Regions from separate parts of the Danio rerio genome. Here region 1 is linked to region 2. A link is a contact called in public HiChIP or PLAC-seq data. All regions are on one chromosome and are shown on one strand. Each heading gives the region's core, a stretch centred on a gene start, on an enhancer-like site or on the middle of the called end of the contact. The rest is flanking DNA. Distances are from core to core; before and after follow the strand shown. Region 1 holds the start of anp32e (acidic (leucine-rich) nuclear phosphoprotein 32 family, member E). Region 2 holds the start of si:ch211-191i18.2.

The links. HiChIP or PLAC-seq counts read pairs in DNA pulled down with a chosen protein or histone mark.
Region 1: a contact with region 2 is called in an H3K4me3 HiChIP or PLAC-seq map of gastrula embryo, with 2.1 times the contacts expected there. The contact joins the promoter of anp32e here to the promoter of si:ch211-191i18.2 in region 2. A contact is called at or near these places in 1 of 18 Hi-C or Micro-C datasets (hematopoietic stem cells) and 3 of 4 datasets of contacts at active chromatin or transcription factors (caudal fin, embryo and gastrula embryo).

The regions. Positions count from the first base shown.
Region 1 is chr19:45,162,525-45,167,289 of GRCz12tu, reverse strand. anp32e (acidic (leucine-rich) nuclear phosphoprotein 32 family, member E) reads right to left here and starts at 2,155. Exons shown (of 7, transcript NM_213277.1): 1 at 2,006-2,155. The coding sequence starts at 2,059.
Region 2 is chr19:45,125,555-45,130,549 of GRCz12tu, reverse strand. It overlaps si:ch211-191i18.2, which reads left to right and starts at 2,535. Exons shown (of 6, transcript NM_001045041.2): 1 at 2,535-2,642. The coding sequence starts at 2,576.

The sequences.
Region 1 (4,765 bases), core at 906-3,405, 37 kb before region 2:
CTGTTTCTGTAGAGCTGCTGTATGCTATTTATCATTGGATAGCCCCGCCCCCGTCTCCCACCATTGGTTGAGCCTGTTTTTAATTCCAATTATTGAAACAAACAATACACACATATTTTCTAATGTATTTACACTTTTACATTTTAATGTAAGTAATTAATGTATTTAACAGGAATGATTTAATTTAAATGGGATTTAAATTATAATATAGACAATTCCTTTAACATAGATATTTGTTTATCTGACAAGTTTGAAACTTTTCTATATATACAAAAAAAATGTATTCAACAAATAAACAGATGTGCACTTAAAAGCTTTGAGGAAAGACGTGCTGATTCTCCCATTAAAAACAAACAGAAACGTGCACGCGCGCGCTCACTGTCATGCACTGCAGCCCTAAAATTTAAATATTCAATAACTTGTTGCCCTTGTGGAAAGATACCTACATTTTGAGCACGTGATGTGTGTGTAATGTAGCCCTGGTAATGCCTCCCCCACCTCATCTCACAGGATTTGGTGTGTGTGAATTTACAGCCAGCTCTTCACAAGATGTTCACACAGCGCGCGCAAGATTTTTTAAACCGGTGGCGCAAGATACACCCAAGTTAAAAGCCACGTATCGCTTATGCACGTCCACCATGTCATGTCAGACAGAGTATCAACTCAAGCTCGTGTAAAAGATCCCATCCATCATTACCCCATTCAAAAGAAGCGTGCTTCAATACTTCGGTTCAGGCAAGCCTACAATAATCTACTAAAATCGGAGAGGAGGAAGGGGGGCTCGCCCTTCACCATCTGCCACATTCCTTCAATTAAAACGGCGACTGACATCCTAAACAGCTTCCTAAAGCCCAATGCATAGTTTAACGTCGGGAATAAATAATTTTGCAGACGGTTACATAATTACGCCATTAACGTAACCGCGTAAGAAAATGGCAACTAGTTTTTTTTTAAACCGCAGCGACTATTTCTGGCTCTTATGCGCCAATTATTCGTTTCTCCACACCACGTAAGCGTAGTGAATCAAACCACTGAACTTTTATTAATAATAACAGAGTCAAAGCTTCAAAACATCGTCATCTGCGTCTCAACTATTGATGCAACAAAATGACTTCCACTCCCCGCCCGTCAACACGGAGTCGAGCAGAAACACACACACATCCTCACCACACACACCGCGAGGCGCTGCAGAAGCCATGAACGCTTCATAATACAGTTTGACCTGACATTCGCTCCATATGTGCTTGTGCTCTCAAACCCTGAACATTTTAGAGGGTCTTAAGATGAAGAACGGAGGCGAGTGAATGCCTAATGTTGAGGAGCCGGAGAGAGTAAGATGTCCGCCTATGGAAGACGAAACTGCTCGTTTTTTAACGTACGTTACTAGATTAGAAAAGCCATATAGTAGGGAGCGCATCTGTGAAGCTAGCGTATAATAAACTTTTTATATGAAGAGATAGGAGATTTATTCGCGTGATGTTTTGCATGTAAGGAAGACTGGGGTAGGAATTATATAACAATACACAACAGTTTTACTTTAATTGTTACCGTTTCCTGCTGGAAGCGGGAACAATATCGTATCGGGGCATTGTAATAACATCGTAAGCAAATTAGACGACACTTGTTGAGTAATAAACATATTTGCGACCGATAAAAATACTTAATATCGAAGTGTGTTATTTTGAGGTGCTTGTTGGGACGCCCACATCGACAAGTCTAATGTAATGGCGAAGAGATCGTGTGAGGAGTTCACAAAAGATTCACCAAGAGTTTAACGCGCTTAAAATTACGATTATATCGACTACTTGTTTGTGTATATCCAAATATGCAGTCTCCAAAAATCCAAATTGGCATCCCGTTAAGGCGCCCATGTGGTCTCCAAGCCGCGCTGCCATTCAGCGGACTCCACTGACTATTCCGAGCGTGCAGGATAGATAGACAGACAGGTTGCGAACTAACATCATTTCGCGTTTCTGTGAACAAAATAAATAGTTAAAGCGCTCACCTCTGCTGGAGTTCTGTTCCTCAGCTCTAAGCTAATCCTCTTCTTCATCTCCATTTGGTTGGTTATTGCTGCGCTGGGATCGCGTAAAGAAAATAAATTTGTCAGAAACTCCGGAGCGCGGACCAACGGCTCGGCTATCTTCAATGGCTGCCGTTCTCCAACTGATCCTCCATGATACCTCGCACCCAACCCCCTTTTTGAGATCCCGCCTACTTCGCGTTTCGATTGGATGATCGCTATTTGTCAACGCGTGATTGGAGAACGTGCCTGTCACTCAAACAGATCACGCTTATCAACATAATCGGTCTTTATAGCCTGACGCGATTGGCTGGAAATACGCGCGCAGTAGATTTTCGACGGGTCGTCCAGAACGTCAGTATGAAGCTTTCAAACTGTAAATCCGCCTATTCTTTGTTCTCATTGGCGCCCTGAAGCGAAGTCCGTGTCCTTTAATACTCCAATAAGTCGAAATTAATTTATAGACCAGGGATAGATGGTGTATTCTGAAGAATCTAAAGTGAACGCCAATGCTTAAGAGTCAAAAATAAAACATTTTTACATCTTAAAATATAATTTATGTTATTTTCACCTTAAAACACGTGTAAAATGTGTTCTGTGAGGTCAAAAGAGTCTTAAACATTGAGTATGTTCTCTACAATCATTTGTTCTATACAAAATGGCTGACCATAAACCCAGACAGTCATGGTGGCTTAAAGTCTGCTCGCCATCTGTCCCATAATGTGCTGCTGCTGATCGCTTCACTCACAAAGGCCTATTTTAGTCATTGAGCACCAGCAGGATATTCACTTGTTATTATATATTAATAAACAACCTTCATATTTTTTTCCCTAAAAATGTCTTCATTCATTTTAAAACAGCATAAAAAACAAGTATCCCCACGGAAATGTAAAATGAAGGCTTTGAGCGCTGTGCATTAGTGCAGTACACCAAGGTGACCACTAGGGCTGCGTGGCACACTGACCCTGAACCGCAATGGACACCACAACAGATCTGCTAAGCTGATTTATCTGGGCTGCCAGAGAAGAAGTGAATAATCTTTTCTGTATGAAACAGTCATTAGGGCAGACTCTTTGTTTGATTGTGTATCATATATCAATCTTTTCTTTTACAATTACTTTTTAAAAGTACAGATCAGATATGTTTTTTACCCTTTATTATCATAATTTTACCATTATTATTGTCTTTATTGTAGTCAACAGCCTATTTTAGATATTTTTAACCTTTTAGGTGCCAATTACCCGCATCCTAAATTGTTAAAGAAAGACAGAGTCACTCTCTCTCACACACACTATCCCCCTAAAAAGACCCAGTTTATACTGTAAAAATTACATATTATTAAAATCAATTATTATGATTAATTAATTATATATTTTTACTCATTTGATGGCATTTATAAAATTATTTTTGATTTCTTTTATTCACATTTAATTCACATTTATTTGCAGTTTAATGAAATGCATATAATTCTCACATTTGTTCAGTTTATATTTTAATAAGTAATTTCATATCAAAAATGAAACAAAATTTATATTATATTACGTTTTCTTTACTTATTATAGTACTGCATTTATTAATTATGTTTATTTTAGTCATTTTTAATAATTTTACTTTAATAAACACATTGATTTGAATAGTAATTTCTATTAAATTCTTTTAATTTTTATAATTGTTGAGTATTTTTTGTTCACATTTAATTTATGTAAAGTTCTGTCGGCCTCTATCTACCTATCTATCTATCTATCTATCTATCTATCTATCTATCTATCTATCTATCTATCTATCTATCTGTCTGTCTGTCTGTCTGTCTGTCTGTCTGTCTGTCTGTCTGTCTGTCTGTCTGTCTGTCTGTCTAAATTTATTTGATATAATTTAATGTGTTTTTACTGTGTTTTATTTATTCTGCTTATTTTTGAAGCTTTGCAAAACTGATAGAAAACTCATGAGAGGATGTCATCAAATGTTGGGTTGAAGATCACAGACAAACAACAGACAGGAAACAGGAAATGTTAAAGAGAGATGCAGAAAATAGTGCACAAAAAAGAAAGAAAACAAAACAAACACTTAAGTAACACTATTTATATCTATGTCATCTGGTAATTTAAGTATGTGCAGGTTTGATACTAATATTTACATTATTTTGGACAGAAACAATTGTTTTATCAAGAGTCTACATGCTGAAAAAAAATAAAGAAAAAACGAATATTGGTTAACACCACAAATATTTCCCAACACTCACTATAGAAACCATTAAAATAGGCTGGTTTTAATGGGTAAATATTGATGGCTTTTATAATATTTTTAACAGCATAATACATGAAAATATACTTTAGCAATTTATAGTAAATGCTGTGGTGTCTTTGAACCATACTGTAGTAAAGTGTATTACACTATATATATATATATATATATATATATATATATATATATATATATATATATATAATATATATATTTATATTTATATTTATATTTATATATATATATAATACTTTGTTAATGAATGCTTCAGCATACTGGAGTTGTAACTAGTCAGCTAATAAACTGTAGTAAATACTTTACTATAGTATGGTTCAAAACCACTATATTATTTTGTTGTGTAAACCATTATAATTTCTGTTTCTATCAGTTTATTTTTCAGCAGGGGCTGGTAGGAGAAGGGATAAAGCCCCGGCTGGAAGTTAACAAGAATTACTTATATTATTTATTAAATTACCCATTAATTGTATTTTATTAACATAC
Region 2 (4,995 bases), core at 1,286-3,785:
TAGGTGCACTGACATATAGCACCATGGTGCTCACAGCGACCCGAGTTTAATTTCTGGCTGAAGGTACTTTGCCAACCGACCATTCCCTCTCTCTGTTCCCAGTGCTTTCCTGTCTGTAACCTCCACTATACTTTCCAATTAAAGGTGAAAACCCCCTAAAAATAATTTAGTAATCTTTGCTTTGTTTTGAATTTTATTTATATATTTGTAATTGTAGCAGCACTTAGAAATGTTTATTAATATACAATTGATGACAAAAATATTAGACCTTCTGTGAAATTTTTATTTATATTATAATATTTCTGAAGTGCCCATTTTTAAACAATTTTAAAACAACTTAATTTTTTTTAACCTTTTTAAAACAAGTAATCTCCTTGGTCTTTGCCATGATGACAGTAATATTTAAAAAAAAAAATCCAAAATAGCATTCAGCTTAAAGTCAGGCTAGTTAGCTAAATTAGGTCATTGAACAACAGTGGTTTGCTCTGTAGCAAATCAAGAAAAAAAATCCTAAGGGGGAGAATAATATTGAGAAGGTTTTACTTCTTTTGAAAATTTCTTTTTAACTTGAGCCAGACTTAAAGAAATAAAACTTGCTTCAGAAGAATAATATAATCAGAATACTGTATCCTTATTATTATATATTTTCTGTGCTGTTAAACATTATTGATTCATTCATTTTCTTTCGGCTTAGTTCCTTTATTCATCAGGGGTCGCCACAGCGGAATGAACCGCCAATTTATCCAGCATATGTTCTAAACAACCCTTCCAGCTGCAACCCAATACCGGGAAACATGCATACACATTCATTTCAGCCTCTGGCACCTAGAGCACACTTACACTATGCTATCCGGTGCCCAGGCCCGTTTCCCAGATCGTCTGAGAAGTGTGAGTGCTCTGAATTGGGCTCAGGTGCGGTTCACTTGACCTGCCCTGGCCCGGTTGGAAGAGGTGTGTCACAGTGAGGTTGACTTGGGCTCGGTACGCTTGAAGAGTGAGTGCAAAGCGTGCCTGAGCCTGAAACTGAAGACGAGCCGTGACTTTTAAGGGACTGTTTCATATGTATTTATTAATTATTCTTACTGTTCAATTAATTCAAACTGTCATTGATTAGTAAAAACGCAAACTCCTCACTGCATGATAGCTGCACCTTTAGTGAACTTCCTAATTCCTGCAGCATGAGAAATTTATGACTGTTTATGAGAGTCAAAAGTGGCTGATCTGATCGGCGAAATATTTGACTGTGTCACTGCATCCCAAACGACTAAAACAATATAACTAAAGAAATGTCCACTGTGCTGAGCGAAAGCGCTTACTGAACAGTGCATCATCAATGACGTAAGCATGCTCAGGCGCAAATGCAATGTGAGTGCAGGCTGTAGGGGGAGCTCTGCACAAGAAGTTAGGCCAGAGGAGAAATGGTCGTGTCCAACTGAGCCTGGTTTCTCTCAAGGTTTTTTTCCTACACTTTTGTCAATTGGTCAAGTTTGTTCCTCACCGCTGTTGTCACTGGCTTGCTTGGTTTGGAACTTGTGGAGCTGCGCATCGATGGATCTGCTCTTCAGTGTTTGGACTCTCAGCAGTGAAAATTAAACCACACTGAACTGAACTGGACAGACAAAGTTTCAATTTACTAAAACTTCTATGTCAAGCTGCTTTGACACAATCTACATTGTAAAAGCCCTATAGAAACAAGGATGAATTTAATTGAATTCACACAGTCATGCACTATGGCCAATTTTAATTTATTCAATTCACCTATAATGCATGTGTTTGGACTGTGGGGAAAACCGGAGCATCCGGAGGAAACCTAAGTCAATACAGGGAGAACATGCAAACTCCACACAGAAATACCAACTGACCCATGCAGGACTCCAACCAGTGACCTTCTTGCTGTGAGGTGACAGTGCTTACCACTGAGCCACCGAGTCGCCCTGTTAAACATCACTTTGGAAATATTAGAAAAAAAGGTACAATAATTTATTATATATGATAATTTAATTTAGCCAAATAATTTAGCCATTAATTTAGCCAAATAATTTAGCCTTAAATTGCATTTTTATTGTATTTAGGGGTTGTTGGCATTAAATTAACAAATAACAATGATGCAAAAAATCGTGTAGTAATGCCCAATAAAAACACACACATTAAATGCCTTTGTTAACTGATCCTGATGCATCCTTTCCGAACCATTAACTGCACCACAGGCATCCAAATTTTTCACTAATAAAGATCAGTTGACAAACAGCAGATACGAAACCAGCTGCCTGGATGACCTTCCCAAAGGCTCTGCGACCCACATCCCAATCCTTTCATCTCTCGCCTGCCTTAAAATGTAGCGCTGCTAAAAATAAGCTGTTTTACTGAATGAGAGCAGCTACACTCCTAATCCACCCTAGACACTGACTATAGTATTGTGGTGCTAGTTAACAGATGAATGAGGCAGTTCCCGCCCCCCGTTTCTCCTTCCTCCACCCCTTCGCTTTCCCGTTTACACACACACACACACACACACGCAGTCATGCGCTGCAGTCATTCAGGGGCTCAGCGTGGAGCTGCACACACACACAGCGACATGGCAAGACGAGCTGAGCGCTGTGTGATGATATCAGTGTGTTTGCTGCTGCTGCCGCTGTGCTGGGGTAAGTGAGACACAGACGCTTTACCATTCTTAAATGAGATCTATTTCTAAGTGAGATCAGTGGAAGATATAAAAAGTGGAGCATTTGCATGTGTTTGGTGTTGGAGGCTGAGGAAGTTGTGAAAAAAGTGGTAACTTGTGATTGCTTTCTTAGTTTTTCTAGGGATCACTTAGCAAGAAAAAACTTGTTTGCTCATGTCTATAATACCTGTACTTATTTTGAAAGTGTTCTGAACATATTTTCTTCTTGCAATGAAATTCAGTGGGATTAAAAAGAAAATACTAATAATAATAACATATAAAAATAAAATTGCACCTCAATGACTTTCATTACATGAAAATCATTATTCAGAATATTTTTTTTGTGTTGCACTTTTAGGGTTTAGGGATCAATTCTTAACAGTAATTTCACTTAAATACACTTTTAATTTAATTGCCAAGTAGTCAAACTCAATCGTGGGGTCTTAATTAGGGATCTTAAAGGAACAGTTCACCCAAAAATGTAAATGGTGTCATAATTTACTCCCCATTAACTCACCATTGAGTTTTTCTTGTTCTGTTGAACAAAAAAGAAGATATTTTGAAGAATGTTGGAAACCTATAACCATTGACATCCATAGTAGGAAAAACATATACTAAACTCAGAAAAAAGGTACTCAGTGGTACAAATAATGTTCCTTAAGGACCAATTTTGTACCTTTGTAAAAGTTGTACCTAACATGGTACCTCTTTTGATACTTCACTCTCAGAAATAAAGGTACGCGAGCTGCCACTGGGGTGGTACTTTTTCAAAAGTATTTGTACTTGAAGAGTCCATATTGGTACCTAAAAACTATATATTAGTACCCAAACATTTTATGAGGAACACTTTTGTACTTTTTATGTACTAATATGTACCCTTGAGGTATTAATATGGACCTTTCAGCTATAAATGACAGATCATGACAGATCATGTACCTTTATTTCTGAGAGTGTACTTATGATACATACTACTTTTTATGGTACAGCTAAAATGAAGATACATAGTTATATTCTTAGTAAAAAGGTACAAAAGTGTTGGACAACTCCTTCTTTATTAAAACAAATATGACTGGAAAGGGAAAGTGATTTTATGAATAATTTCCATACTAAAACATTAATCATCATTTAAAAACATATTTAAAGAAACTCATAAACATTAATTACTAAGACCTATTAAACAAAACAACTGGTAAAATTTAAAACTATAGATATTGTAAATTAAAAATAAGGCATTTTTAACAAACATTTGCTAAGCATTCTCATAAATACATTTATATTATTGATATCTGCACCTTTTGGCGTTTGCTTTCCACTATACGCACGCGAGCTAGCAAAAGTCCTGCATATGCAAAGTGTTCATGCAGACATTTTAGCATTGTGAAAGTAATTACAATACTTTTGCATGATTACATTTTTTTAAGTAAATAAATTACTTTTAGATGATTACAAAGCTATTGTGTGAAGATTAGAGAAAAAATGTTTTATATTGTAGATGGGAGAATGTGTTTCTGTAACATTTTGTGAAAAGTGCTGAGAAATGTTTAGCAAAAATGCATCTTTTGATTAAATAGATTAGATAAGAGTATTTTTTATTCTTGTATTATTGTAAATGAAAAGGTGCATTTACACAAAAATAAACGTTTTTAAAAACATTATGTATTTGATGTTTTATATTTACTGAAAATAAATTGACGCATTTTGGATAAAGCAAAGGAACACATTTGACACAGTTAAAGTGCAAAGTGTCTTGTCACTGTAGTGGTACCTTCATGGATCAGATTTGTACCATTGATGAAAGTACAACATCGTATATGCAGGTTTAAAAAAAAAACCAAAGGTACATTTTGGTTTCCCATGGCACAAATCATGTCCTTAAAGGTACAAACTGCAATGGTACACATTTGTTTTTTTGTCGTAAGGTACAATTCTGTTCCATAAAATGGTACTGCCCTAGTGACAGTGAGAGTTTTCTGAGAGTAAATGGAAGTCAGTGGTTACAGGTGCAACACTCTTCAATGTTCTTTTGTTTTCAACAGAACAAAGAAACTCCAATAGGTCTTGAACAAGTGAAGAGTGAGTAAATGATGTCAGAATTTTCATTTTTGTGTGAACTCTCCCTTTAGACACAGTCATGCAGCATAAGGCATTAATAAGTGCTTTATAAATACTAATAAACAGCCAATATACTAAATGCATATTAATAGGCAACCAGTTAATAGTCCTAACTGGTCCTCAAACTGCGTTTCACTAAAAAACAAAAGCATAATTTTATTGATTTTGTTGAAGCAACCTGATGTATGTTCAGTGATTTTATGTTAAGGTATTGATGCACA